Regions from separate parts of the Hordeum vulgare genome. Here region 2 is linked to region 1. Evidence: chromatin contacts called from public Hi-C data. All regions are on one chromosome and are shown on one strand. The core of a region is the stretch at or near the end of the contact, and the rest is flanking DNA. Distances in the headings are between cores, read along the strand shown. Region 1 holds the start of LOC123444455 (CBL-interacting protein kinase 19-like). Region 2 holds the start of LOC123444456 (SAP30-binding protein).

Region 1 (6,090 bases), core at 2,743-5,242:
TGCATGTTGCACCGAGCTAAGTTTATTCCTCAATCAGTTTGTTCCTGAATTAACGGTTGCCCAAAATTATTCGGTTCGGCTGATAAACCAACAGCAGGAGTACTACACACATACACAATCAGCTAGGACTAGTAATTAATTAAGCAGAGAAGTAATACGTCCATTTAAACAGCGGCCAGGGCGACGCCATATCTAGCTCCGTCTCGGACAACATTGTGTTATGCTCTCCAGAGAAGCGAGCTCGTAAGAGTTAACCGCGCTCATCATCAGTGCCCTGCCCGAGCTGGTCAGGGGGCTCCCGTCCCACACTACAAGAGATGCTCCTCCTGTCAGTTCCACACGACTCCGGCCTGTTTCTAGCTTGGAGAGAGTCGCTCCTCCTATCCCCGTTAGCTCTAGGGGCAGTGGCGCCAGTAACCTTCAAGGCCTGCATGAAGCAAAGAAATGATCAAAGGGTCCTAGATACATAGCTCATGGGGCAATCACATACTTCAATTCACCTCAAAATTTGAAAATCCAAGCCCCTGCAACATATATACACCATAACAAGAACACCCTCAGCCCCTACAACATATATATACCATAATAAGAACACCCTCAGCCTTCAGGTGAACAATCAAACATGTTTCGACGTTTCGATGCCAAGGGGGCAATGTTTGGTTGGTGGTCTAAAACCAACCATACCATAATTTTGGTAACTCTTTACTTCTTTAGATGGGTGCCAAATTTTTGGCATGCCCATACCACCTTGCAAACCCCAGTTCATTTTTCTTGCCAACATTTGCCAAATTCTAGCTACCCAGGTTTGGGCTCAAGCCAAAGATGTCCCTAGAAAGTTCGAAAGTGCTTCTCAAATGAAGGTCGACCAGAATAAAAACAAATCTTGCAGGAACACTCCGGTGTTAGCTTCAGCTCCATAATAGGCGCAGCTTATGTAACTACATATACAGCTCTCAAAATTCTATCTGAGTAAAGTCATGAATCTATACCGTCAATTTTGATTCACCAAGCTGTATACAATTAAGGAGTAACTTTTCGAGTGTCGGGCAGTGGGTAAATGTGTATGGTTGGTCGAACTAATAACTAAAAATGTGCTCCATGTGTTTGTTCACATTTGTGCACCCAATGTCGGCATTATATCAAGTACGTATTTAATAAGGATCTAACATGGTATAGGTTATCATCAATTACAGAGAAGGGAGAAATACATTAACTAAAACGTCCGATCGAGTGAGTAGCTTATAATTGATTATATTTGCTAGATATTTCCATAACTAGGATGTAATTTATATTATTTTCATCATAAAGTGCAGCAGACCTTCTTTCAGCTTGAGAATTATTGTGATCGCAGAGAGAGACCCACATACCACACCACAGAAACCTATGCTATTAAAGTGTGGTTCCAACCCCTCTCCACTTGAGAGGTAAATATGAAAGCACAAAATCATGCAAAGCGCAGCTCTTTAGGTGAAAATAAAGGTGTTTCTACCCTTAATGAGTATTAGCCAAGCAGCGCATCTGATTCTCCACTCTACTTCAGGTGATGAAAAATATATATCCACACAAATTGGTAGTAAAAGCATCTGAAAAACAAAGGACCACTGTTGTATAATCGACAAGCTTTCTTAGAGAAATGCAGAGCAACCCCCTCTCTCTCGAACAAATATCGTGTGCTTAAGAAACAAATGAAACAATCTACAATCATTTCAACAGCCACAAACTAGGTTGATTAGAACTTCGACCAATTTATTTCAGTTCGTTTTCATCAAGTGCTCGTACATCTGATTAGAACTACGACCAATCAAATCAAGAACTATTTCAGATCTTTCTTTTGTGTAGTAGACATTTCAATTGTTGACAGTTTTCAAAGGATGAGGTGAGTAGATCAAACCGCATTGGGTTACAGATTAAAATCTTCCAATTACTTGTTAAAATTACAATTATTTGTTAGAAACTCACAATTAGCAAAAGAAAACATATACGATATGCTAGGTAACATATTGACAAAATTAGCACGAGTAAAGATAGATTGATAAATCCCTCTAGAAGGCAATTTTACGATACATAAACTTCAATCAGGTAAGAAAGGTATTACTTAGCATGTGGTGCACAAGATAGAATCGTTTGAGCATGTGATTTTAAGATACAAAAACTACATACCAAAGCATCAAATAATACCATTTTCCACACAACATGTCATGTTTAAGAAACACCTTTTATTATTTCATATTTACCTCAAACACAAAAGAAAAAGCGAGGAAAAATTGTTACCTTTGGCCTACTCAGAAATGGTAGGTGTATTTGGAACTGGGACCATCTGGTGCACAAGATGCTCCATTCCTGGCTTCAATTCCTTGTTGCAGAAATCATCATACTCTTCCTTATCCCCCGCCTTCTTTTTTACCTCCACTACTACAAGGGAGGGTGTGAGTTCAAATATCTCTGCGCCGATTGTTAGTGGCCCCTTAACTCCTTCCCTTGTACCCTCTAGGCTCACCCGCCAATCCTTCTTCCGCACCGCAAAGCTCTTCACATTTGCGATCTCCTCCAATTTCGTTATAATGTCCGACATAGGTTCACTCGAGATGAATCTCACCTCGTCCCCTTTTTCCTCAAACAGCCCCGACAAGTTGAATCCCCTTGAGAATGATATGATATCGAATGCATTAAGACTTGCGGGGCGTGGGAGTGGCCCGCGGAGCCTCTGGCGCTCTTCAAATGACGATGTGGCAGGGCAGGACATGACTGATGAGTCCGATTCTGACCCTGAGTCATTTCCATCAACTTCTTGCGGAGGTGGAGGTGGAGGTGGCAATGGTTGAGGAAGAGGATCAGAGAGACCCAAGTCGAGCATATCGTTCTCGGCGTCTATGACGTTGTACAGCTGGTCATCTTCAATATAGAACTTGACCGGCCGGAAACCTTTCTTGAACCACCGGCTCTCCATGACCTCCGGCAAGGTGATCCTGGTGCTCGGGTTTGTGTCAAGAAAACGCATGATCAAGCTCGTGAGGTCCTTGGAGAACCACCTTGGACACCGGAACTCTCCCTTGTAAACCTTACGGTACATGGCCATGAGGTTCTGGTCATGGAAAGGGAGGTATCCGGCCATGAGAACGAAGAGGATGACGCCGCAGGACCATATGTCGGCCTTGGCGCCTTCGTATCCGCGGCGGGCGAGAACCTCGGGGGCGACATAGGCCGGGGTGCCGCAGAAGGTGTGGAGGAGGCCCTCTGGCTGGAAGGGCTCGGCGACGGCGGAGAGGCCGAAGTCGGAGACCTTGAGGTTGCCGGCCTCGTCGACGAGGAGATTCTCCGGCTTGAGGTCGCGGTGGAAGACCCCGCGGGTGTGGCAGAAGCCGACGGCGGAGATGAGGTGCTGGAAGTAGCGGCGGGCGGTGTCCTCCTTGAGGCGGCCCTTGGAGACGCGGGAGAAGAGCTCGCCGCCGCGGACGAGCTCCATGACGAAGTAGATCTTGGTCTTGGTGGCCATGACCTCGAAGAGGTGGACGATGTTGGGGTGGCGCACGCGGCGGAGCACGGCGATCTCGCGCTTGATGTGCGAGACGAGGCCGCTCCGCACGGCCTTCTCCCGGTCGAGCACCTTGATGGCCACGCTCTCGCCGGTCTGCAGGTGCCGCGCGTGGTACACCTTGGCGAAGGTGCCTTTGCCCAGGACGCGGCCCAGCTCGTAGCGCCCCATCAGCAGCCCGCGGGAGCCGGTGCCGCCTCGCTTGGCCGCCGCCGCCGCCGAGGCCGAGGAGGAGGAGGAGGAAGGGGACGGCAGCCGCGCGGCCTGCGGAGACGGGTCGGGCGGCGGCGGCTTGACGGCCGCCATGGACGGGTGGTGGAGGGAGGCGAAGACGAGGCGAAGGGGATTAGGTGGAGGTGGAGCAGCCGGCCTCGAAGGAGGTGAGGTGAAGTGGAGGGGGAGGGAGCTTAACGGCTCTGCGAAAACTATTTCTCGTTTCCTTTCCTCTCCGCCTCCTCTATGCAGTATGGCTCTCTGGTCCGTGGAGCATGCCTTGGGCTTCGCTTGGGAGGGCAGATATTTTTCGCGTGTCATCGCATTTTGCATTTTTTTTGTATTTTTATATGGGCTTGTTTCTGCCAATTGCTGGGGTCTCTTCGTGCACAGCTTTTGTGCCCTATTTCGAGGATATTCTTTTTCTTTTGCGTAAAGCTCTGGCTGTTGCCAAGCAAAGCAAAGCGAACGGTGGATTTTTAAAAAGAAAAATTAGGGGAAAGCAAACGGTGGATTGGGAGTCGGTATACCAGCTGTAAATAAATTTGCCACGCGAAAAAGGAAGGAAGCTCAAGCAGTTTTATAATTTGTTCACTCGCTTCTATACTATCAAGAAAGTCGGTAGTCCTATTCTCAGCACGGGCTCAACTGCTCCCGCTCAAAAAAAATTACTAAAAAATTCAAACAAAATCTAAGAAAATTGTGTGGTAGATAATTTGATGCATGACGTCGGCTCTAAATTTCATCTTATTTGACATCTGAGAAGCTCTCAGCAAAAAAAATAAATTAGGTCAAAAAAATTGTAAACAGTCAACCTTTTTCACAGACCCAATTTTTATTTTTTTATCGAGAGCTGCTCAAATGTCTAAATAAGATAAAATTTGGAGCGGACCGCACGTATCAAATTGTCTACAATACAAAAAAAATTGGAATTTTTAAAAAAATTCTAATATTTCTTTTTATTTTTTTTTCGTGAGCCCGGGTGCAGATGCACCCGGGTGCCGAAACACCCTGCCCCTAGAAAGTGTACTTCTTTTGCCTTTTGGTTTGTTTGTGTTTTTGCTCCAACAGACCTTATATTTACTTTACTATATTTTGGAATGGTTTGTTTGTGCTTTTGCTCTAACAAACCTTATATTTACTTTACTGTATTTCGGAACAGTGGCGGATCTGGAACTTAATCATTGTAGGGCAACATTATAAAGGATAACATTTTTTTAAAACACAATACAAATAGCTAATAAATTACATAATATACATATAAATACACTAGTAAAAAATGTTCTGTAAATTGTTTGTGGGGCCATTGCCCCCACCACCCAACCACTAAATTCGCCTTTGTTTTTGAACATTGAAGCATTTACGTTGTTAACAACAAGTCTTTCAGTTGTTGCATATTGATTTTCATCTAGAAGGTGTTCAAAATGTTTGATCTCGCAACTCTAAACAGTTATAGCTGCTAAGCAAGTTGCTAGCGTGTACTTCGTGATCCTCTTATGTTTTTGTCGTGGATATAATTTGTTTGAAGTCACAAGAATTCATATTAGTTTGTCTGAAGTGATAAGAATTCATAAAAGCAAGCATGCATCCCGTTCATAGAGAAAGCAAGCACCCGCAAGATCTAAACATACAACATATATAATAGGTTCGGCACAAAGTCTGTTGGAGCTGTAGTGTAAATAGACCCAAGAACGCGGAATAGAACAGACAAAACCGCCAAATCACCACCGATAGACAACGAACCACACTTTAAAGCCTGCCGACAAATGAGTTGATGGAGTTTCGATCCTTGCGCCAGCGAACAACTCTCATTGCCGCATGAAAGCACCGAGTTTAAAGATCACGACGGTAGCACTTCCTTAGATGTTCACGATCAATCACAAGTTTATTGTGATTCCACGATGTCCAAGTGAATGAAACAAAAATAAACCACATGAGGTGTCTTCTCCTTCCTTTGAGTGTATGAACCCTCTAGAACCTCCAAACAAAATGACATGAAGGTTGTCTACAACTTATACTCTATTAATGTACCGACATATTTTTAAAATTGTGGACTTATACATTTTTCATCCATGATGTATGTTACGTTTGTTCTCTCAATATTTCAAAACTTTACTAAAACTATGAAGTCATAATGTAATAACAACGCCTACAATCCTGCCACAAAATATATTTTTTTCTTATCCTGCTACCTTTATCGTTTCCTTCAACGGTTCCTGTTGGGGAACCTTGCATGGGAAACAAAAAAAATTGTACGCACACGAAGACCTATCATGGTGATGTCCATCTATGAGACGAGATTAGATCTACGTACCCTTGTAGATCGCTCAGCGGGAAGCGTTAAG
Region 2 (6,929 bases), core at 2,928-5,427, 320 kb after region 1:
CTGCTGAATTGTATTGATGCAAAGGTAACACGACAGATTAATGATACCCTCGATGCACCTTTCTTTGAAAAGAAGTGGCTAATGCATCATTCCATATCGGGCCTCTAAAGGCTCCGGGTCCGGATGGATACCCTGCATAGGTTTTCCAACGCAATTGGTTGGTACTTAAAGAGGAGGTGACGGCGGCTGTGCTAATGACACATGCTAGAGGGTGTTAATGACACGACTATAGCGCTGATTTCGAAAGTTCCCACTCCTCTGGACCTCAAGTACTTTAGGCCTATTAGCTTATGCAATGTGATATACAAAGTGGTGTCCAAGTGCATGGTAAACATGCTTCGTCCGCTGCTGTCGGAATTAATTTCATAGAATCAAAGTGCTTTTATCCTAGGTCGTTTGATCACTGACAACACAATCATTGCATTTCAGTGTATCCATCATATCCAATCAATGAAACAAGACCAATCTTATTGTGCCTACAAGATGGACCTATCTAAGGCGTATGATCGGGTTAGACTCGGATATTTTGGAGAAAGCCCTAACTAAATGGTTTTTTTTGGTGACGTGGATAAATCGTGTTATGGAGTGCATTCGTTTGGTCAGATACTCGGTGAAGTTCAATGGAAAACTGTTAAATAAGTTCTGTCCAAGCCGTGGGCTGCGACAAGGTGATGCATTGTCCCCTTTCTTATTTCTTTTTGTTGCTCACGCCTTGTCCGCATTGTTGCATAAGTCCATTCGGAATGAAGGATTGGAAGCTCTGAAGATCTATCAGAGAGCCCCTCTATCTCTCATCTTCTCTTTGCGGATGATACCTTATTATTTTTTCGTGCTAGACTAGACTAGGCGACTGTTGTCAAGAAGGTGTTGAATACATATGCGGAAGCGATTGGACAATTGATTAATCCTTCAAAGTGTTCCATCTTGCTTGCTAACAACTGTCTGCTTGCTGTCATCACGGAGGTGAGGGGCATTTTAAATGTTTCTCACGAGGTCTTCGAGCCTAAATACCTTGGTTTACCTAACCCGGATGGCAGAATGAGCAAAGGTGTTCTCCAGGCCATATAGGAAAGGCTGAGTAAAAGATTAGTGGATTGGAGCAAAAGGTACATGTACAGCTCAAGTAAGGAGGTACTGATTAAGGCGGTGGCTCAAGCAATTCCCATACATGTGGTGAGTGTTTTGAAGTTACCCATGCCAATTTGTGATGATTTAACTCGTATGATCCGGCAATATTGGTGGGAAGTAAAAGAGGGGAAGCGAAAGATGGCCTGGCTCACTTGGGACAAGATGATATTGCCCAAATCAATGGGTGGTATGAGCTTTAAAGACATGTGAGCTTTCAATCAAGCTCTCCTTGCAAAACAAGCCTCGAGGTTGTTAGAGCATCCTGAGAGCCTTGTTGCATGACTTCTAAAGTCAAAGTATTTTCCTACCGGGGATCTAGTGGACACAGTTTTCATCGGGGACGCTTCTGCAGTCTGGAGGGGTATTGAGCACGTCCCGAAGCTTGTGAAAAGAGGCATGATATGGCGAGTTGAGTTTGGGAGGAAAGTTGGAGTGTGGCAAGACCCCTGGCTACCTAGGGGCCCGTCCCTGTGACCTGTTACTCCTAAGGGGAGATGTCGTCTCAAAAGGGTTGCTCACTTTCTTGACGCACACACGCGATGGAGCGGGCCAGTAAATGTTTGCACTATTCGCTCTATCAGAACTTCGCCCAGCCTAGAGGAGGACTTTATCGCTTGGCATCCACGGAGATACGGGGTTTTGTCTGTAAAGAGCTCCTACCAATTGGTGATGAACGAGCATTTTCCAACACATAATGCAGGTGCCACTGGTGCACGACGAGAGGGTGACCGACCGTGCTAGAACATGATCTGCAAGGAAAATGTCCCACCCAAAATGAGGGCTTTCGCATGTAAGGTTGTGGTTGATGCCCTCCTCACGAATAGCTGCAAGGCAAGGCGACACCTTAATGTGCATGTACGATGTCCTCTTTGCGTTCTGAAGTGGAGGATTCTTTCCATGCGATGATAGTTTGTCCACATGCCCGAAGCATTTGGGGAGAAATGAAGGAAGAATGGCAGCTACCTCACAAGGAGAAATTGATCAACACAGGGTCTGAATGACTGTTCGACATCCCGGGTGACCAAACAGCTAAATCAAGGGCGATGATCATCATGCTTCTATGAAGAATCTGGAGTTTGCGCAATGACATAGTCCATGGGAAGGTGGTTCCACCCGTGCAAGTCTCTCACGCTTTCTTGAGGAGCTACCTTACATATTTTGATCAAGCGCAACGAATCAGTGTGGACGACATTATCAAGGCCAAGCAACCAATGAAGGAGATACCAATCAGGTTACCGCCTATTCGAGTACCGAAGAGACCGTGGCCCAAACCTCCCACGGGCTGGACGCCGCTTTCGGTGCACGGAGCTCTCTTTCCACAGACACGCGAGGCAAGTACCGTCATGGTGCTTCGAAACTGTGACGACTCGATTAGATATTTGTTTCATTGCAAGGATGCTATTGAGGCAGGAATCAATGCTATGTTGGAAGGTCTATCTACGTGCTTGGAACGCACTAATCTCCCAGTGGTTGTCCAATCAGATAACCCAACAACCGCTGTAGCCTTGATGAATGACTCGCTCGATCGTTCTGTCCATGGACATCTCATGACTGAAATAAAGAAGTTACTACAACTTCGGGGTTTTGTTCCGCTAAGAAATGATTGTAAACAAAATAGTGTTGCTCGTAGTCTAGCTAATGTAAGGAGATGTGGAGGTAGCGGTGCTTGTTGGTTGCACCAGGTTCCAAACAGCATAAAAGAGCTTGTATGAGCAAATTGTAACGCTATTTCAGAGGAATAAATACCTCTATTATCACAAAAAGGGGGTTGCTACGCATCCGTCGGGTGATGTTTAGAAAATATCATCCACCTTGATAGCCGTCTGATTTACATGCGTAGCCGTCCGATCCGCGCGCGACGCTTTGGCTGGGCACCCGGTAATTCCCGAGACAACGCTCGAGTTTCTGAAACAATCGCTTTGCTGCAGTCTTTTTTCTTCGCGTGCGCTTCGGTGGACACCCGGTAATTCCTAGGACAATTCTTGAGCTTCTGAAACAATCGATTTGTTGCAGTTTTTTTTCTTCGTTCGCGCTTCGGCTGGGCACCCGGTAATTTCTAAGACAACGCTCAATTTTCTGAAACAATCGCTTTGTTGTAGTTTTTTTTTCTTCGCATGCGCTTCGACTGGGCACCCGGTAATTTATGAGACAACGCTCGAGTTTTTGAAACAATTGCTTTCTTGCAGTTTTTTTTTCTTTCGCGCGCGCTTCGGCTGGGCATCCGGTAATTCCTGAGACAACACTTGAGTTTCTGAAACAATCGCTTTTTTGCAGATTTTTTTCTTCGCGCGCGCTTCGGCTCGTCACCCGGTAATTCATGAGACAACGCTCAAGTTTCTGAAACATAGATAGGCTCAGAAGAGCTTGTAAGGGGAGGAGGCGTCCAACGGGTGGATGAGGTAGGTGAGCACGAGCGCCACGTTCATCAGAAGGTAGGCGACGCCCTGGTCGATCGAAGACGCTGCGCGTATTGACAAGAAAACAAGTGAGAAGAAATTCAGAAGGGAAGAAGCAACTCAAAAGGGAATACGCTAGAGTCTGATGGCTCACCGTCGCTGGTGGGCGCCGGTGCGGGGGCCTGCGCGGCGGCGAGGGCCGGCATGAGAACGGCGAGGAGGAGCGCGGCGGCGGCGATGGCGGCGACGAAATCAAAGAGGGTTCTCGCCATGCGGTTGACGATGTGCTTCAGATGTTTCAGGAATCAGAAAGATGAAGACGTGTGGGGCCCATCTGGACACGTGTTGCGGCGCAAAGAAGGCGGCGGACGCGGCGTTACTTTTCAGTCGGTTGACGGTGAGCGTTTTCCAAAAAAAAATCAGAGTGTTCAAGAGATTAAAAAAAATCAGAGTGTTCAAACTTGAGACAGATTTTTTTTTTGGACAGGACAGATGTTTTGGCCATGCGACGGTGGTCATCTCGCGTATTCGTGTGCGTGGGCAAATAATGTGTCCGATTTTAGCCAGCGAAGTTTTCTTGAAAGGACACTGGAGGGTGGGCCCTGGCGCCGTCACCGCCTGACCATCGTCGTCTGGTACCCCCTAATTCCTACATACTCTTTGCAATAGTATTTCGCCTTCTTCCTCCCCGCGCCCTAGAGCCTTCGATTCACCCCCAAATTCGGCCCCTTCCTTCCGCTCCCTCCTCCTCGCCATGGCGTCAGATACCGAGGGCATAGCCGCGCTGTTCTCCATGTACAACGACGACGACGAAGAGGACGCCGACGAGCCCGGACCTCCTTCCCCGCCGCCGCCCGCCGCGGCAACCTCCCCCTCCACGTCACCTCGAACCGGAGGTGAGAGCTCCAACCGTAACTCGAACCCCGACCCTTCGCCGGAGCATTCGCCCCCTCCCCTCCCCGAGGAGCAGGCCGGCCGCAAAACCCTAGCGAGCCCCCAGGTCTCGCCGGCGCTTCCGCCCCTGCCCTCGCGCCGCACGCCCCCGCCTTTTGCGGTCTCGTCCCCCTCCCCGTCTCGTCCCCCGGTGTCCGCCCCGCCGCCCGATCTACCGCGTCCGCCACGGCGCGGGTCGCTTGCTATAGTGGACTACGCGCACGACGAGATGGCAATGTCGCCTGACCAGGAGGTAGAGCTGGGGGATTATGTCATTGTTAGTAATGCTTTGCTGTAATCTATTGCTTTTCTAAATTGACGATGACGTTGTTACTTGCGGTTTGATTGCAGGACGGGGAGATCATGAGTGGCGTAGGCGGTTTGGGCTCGGATGCTCAGGATGCTGAGGGTAAGCATGCTGTATAATTGTTACCGTGTGCTATGTTCGGTATGCATTCCTACGTTCCAGTAAAAATTAATGTGTCTGGTTAGTTTGATGAAGTGGTGGTACTTAGAATTTTGCTTGTTCAATGTTGCCGATTGCAATGGGTGTTGGTGATTGTGGTTATGCCTCAAGTATACATTTTATCCTATCTGAAGAACATGAATTAGAGATATGACGAAATATAGCTGTAATGACAGATGGATAAGGCACACCAGAAAACCTGAAACACTACTATAGGTCTAATTAGTAACCCTCATGGAGTATGATCATTTATTCATAAGGCAGTAAGATGGAAATCTCTTTCTTTAGCGATGGGTCAATTAAAATAAAAAAATGTAACATATGATTATGCTATATTTGCTTATTTAGTTAATTTGTTGGCTAAAGAGTCATTTGTTAGCACACAACCTTTCTTGTTTTGAATGTGTAATTTCTTTCTGGGTTAGACACTTTAGATGACACACATCGTGTGATCCAGATAGCAAATACACTTTATAATATTTGGGGCAAAAGTCCATAAAAGCTACTGATATCTGATTCTGATGTGCTATCTGCTTCAGATTTGTACCTGGTATCTCATCTGATTGCTAATGTCTATAATACATGGTTTCATTCGTAATGCTCTAGTACAACTGCATATTGCATGCGCGGAAATAACTCAAGCAGAGAAACACGTATTTAAATTATCTAACAAGTACTCAAATCACTGAAACTGCGAGATAACGTTAGCTTGTGTCACAATGATATGAAATAGGTGACATGCGACATACTCCCTCCGTTCCTAAATATAAGTCTTTTTAGAGGTTTCATTAGTGGACTACATACGGATGTATATAGACATACTTTAGAGTGTAGATTCAATCAATTTGTTCCGTATATAGACACCTAGTAAAATCGCTTAAAAGACTTATATTTCGGAACGGAGGGAGTAGATTATTCCTAAACTGTGGATTTTTTCCTTGTGCCACAATGTTTGTCGTGGGAAGTTTTGAAAGTAGTTAATATTTCTATTACTCTATACAGAATATTTGTTGACAAGTATGACCTGAAGAAGAGCGAAGACATAGCTGGAACCATGAAAATAGAGGATGCTACAGATATTCTTATTTCCATGTGTTAGCATTTGATTATTTGGCTACTAATAACCTCGGCAACAGATTTGTAGGTTCTTTAATTTTGCCCAGAGTACATTTTCTTGCTAACTCAAACTTGGAACACTTTGGGTTTGTTTCGATTGTTGACCAAATATTACCTTGCCATTTTTTTTGGCTATGACCAAAATATTAATCTTTATCTGGATGAGTGCCAACATTTTGGCATGCCAATGCTCCTTTCCAATCTCTAGTTCATTTTTTTAGCGAGTGCTGGCCAATTTATGGGCAAGCAAAACATGAACCGAAATTTTGGCTAGCCAATCTTTTGGTAGGGCAACCTTGGGCGACAACCAAACACACCCTTTGGGCCCTTGACCGCAGACTGCATCAGAGGTGTCACAAATTTTTGGAAGAGACTTCATTTTTAATAGATATTCTCCTTTGATAACTTGTTACTTGTGATAAACAGATTTGCAGTAAACAAATGTATACATTCTCTTTTCTTGATTTACTATGTGAACTTTTGATATTATGTTGGATTTCAATTCTGGTGTTGCTTGACGTACATATTTCTGTCGTGTGTAGAAGTGTTTTAAGTTGAAGGTATTGTTCGCCTTTTGTGCAAAATCAAATCATAACAGTCTCTACACTTCTATTCATGTGCAAGAAATTGAACGCATTCTATTTTATTTTTATTGTTGGAACACTTGATATTATGTTAGACTTCACTACTGGTATTTCTTGACGTACATATTTCTGTCATCTGTAGAAGTGTTTTCAGTTTAGTTACTGGCTCTCTTCACCTTTTTGTGGAATCATTACAACATCTACACTTCGATTTTATATCCAGCCTGCTTCATATTTCTATCTTTATCTTGTAGGGATTCTTGAAGAAAGAGTTCTCTCAGGTACTGTTCATATTCTGACTCCAAA

What was found. Hi-C and Micro-C count contacts between places; a contact is called where the count stands out from the background.
Region 2: a contact with region 1 is called in a Hi-C map of seedling, with 4 times the contacts expected there. The contact joins the promoter of LOC123444456 here to the promoter of LOC123444455 in region 1. A contact is called at or near these places in 1 of 6 Hi-C or Micro-C datasets (seedling) and 1 of 1 datasets of contacts at active chromatin or transcription factors (embryo).

What each region holds. Positions count from the first base shown.
Region 1 is chr3H:495,274,244-495,280,333 of MorexV3_pseudomolecules_assembly, forward strand. LOC123444455 (CBL-interacting protein kinase 19-like) reads right to left here and starts at 3,993. Exons shown (of 2, transcript XM_045121165.1): 1 at 2,272-3,993; 2 at 26-427. The coding sequence starts at 3,838. The coding sequence ends at 2,279.
Region 2 is chr3H:495,594,442-495,601,370 of MorexV3_pseudomolecules_assembly, forward strand. It overlaps LOC123444456 (SAP30-binding protein), which reads left to right and starts at 4,178. Exons shown (of 8, transcript XM_045121167.1): 1 at 4,178-4,710; 2 at 4,809-4,866; 3 at 6,878-6,929. The coding sequence starts at 4,279. It overlaps LOC123441921 (arabinogalactan protein 16-like), which reads right to left and starts at 3,796. Exons shown (of 2, transcript XM_045118090.1): 1 at 3,679-3,796; 2 at 3,483-3,589. The coding sequence starts at 3,796. The coding sequence ends at 3,483.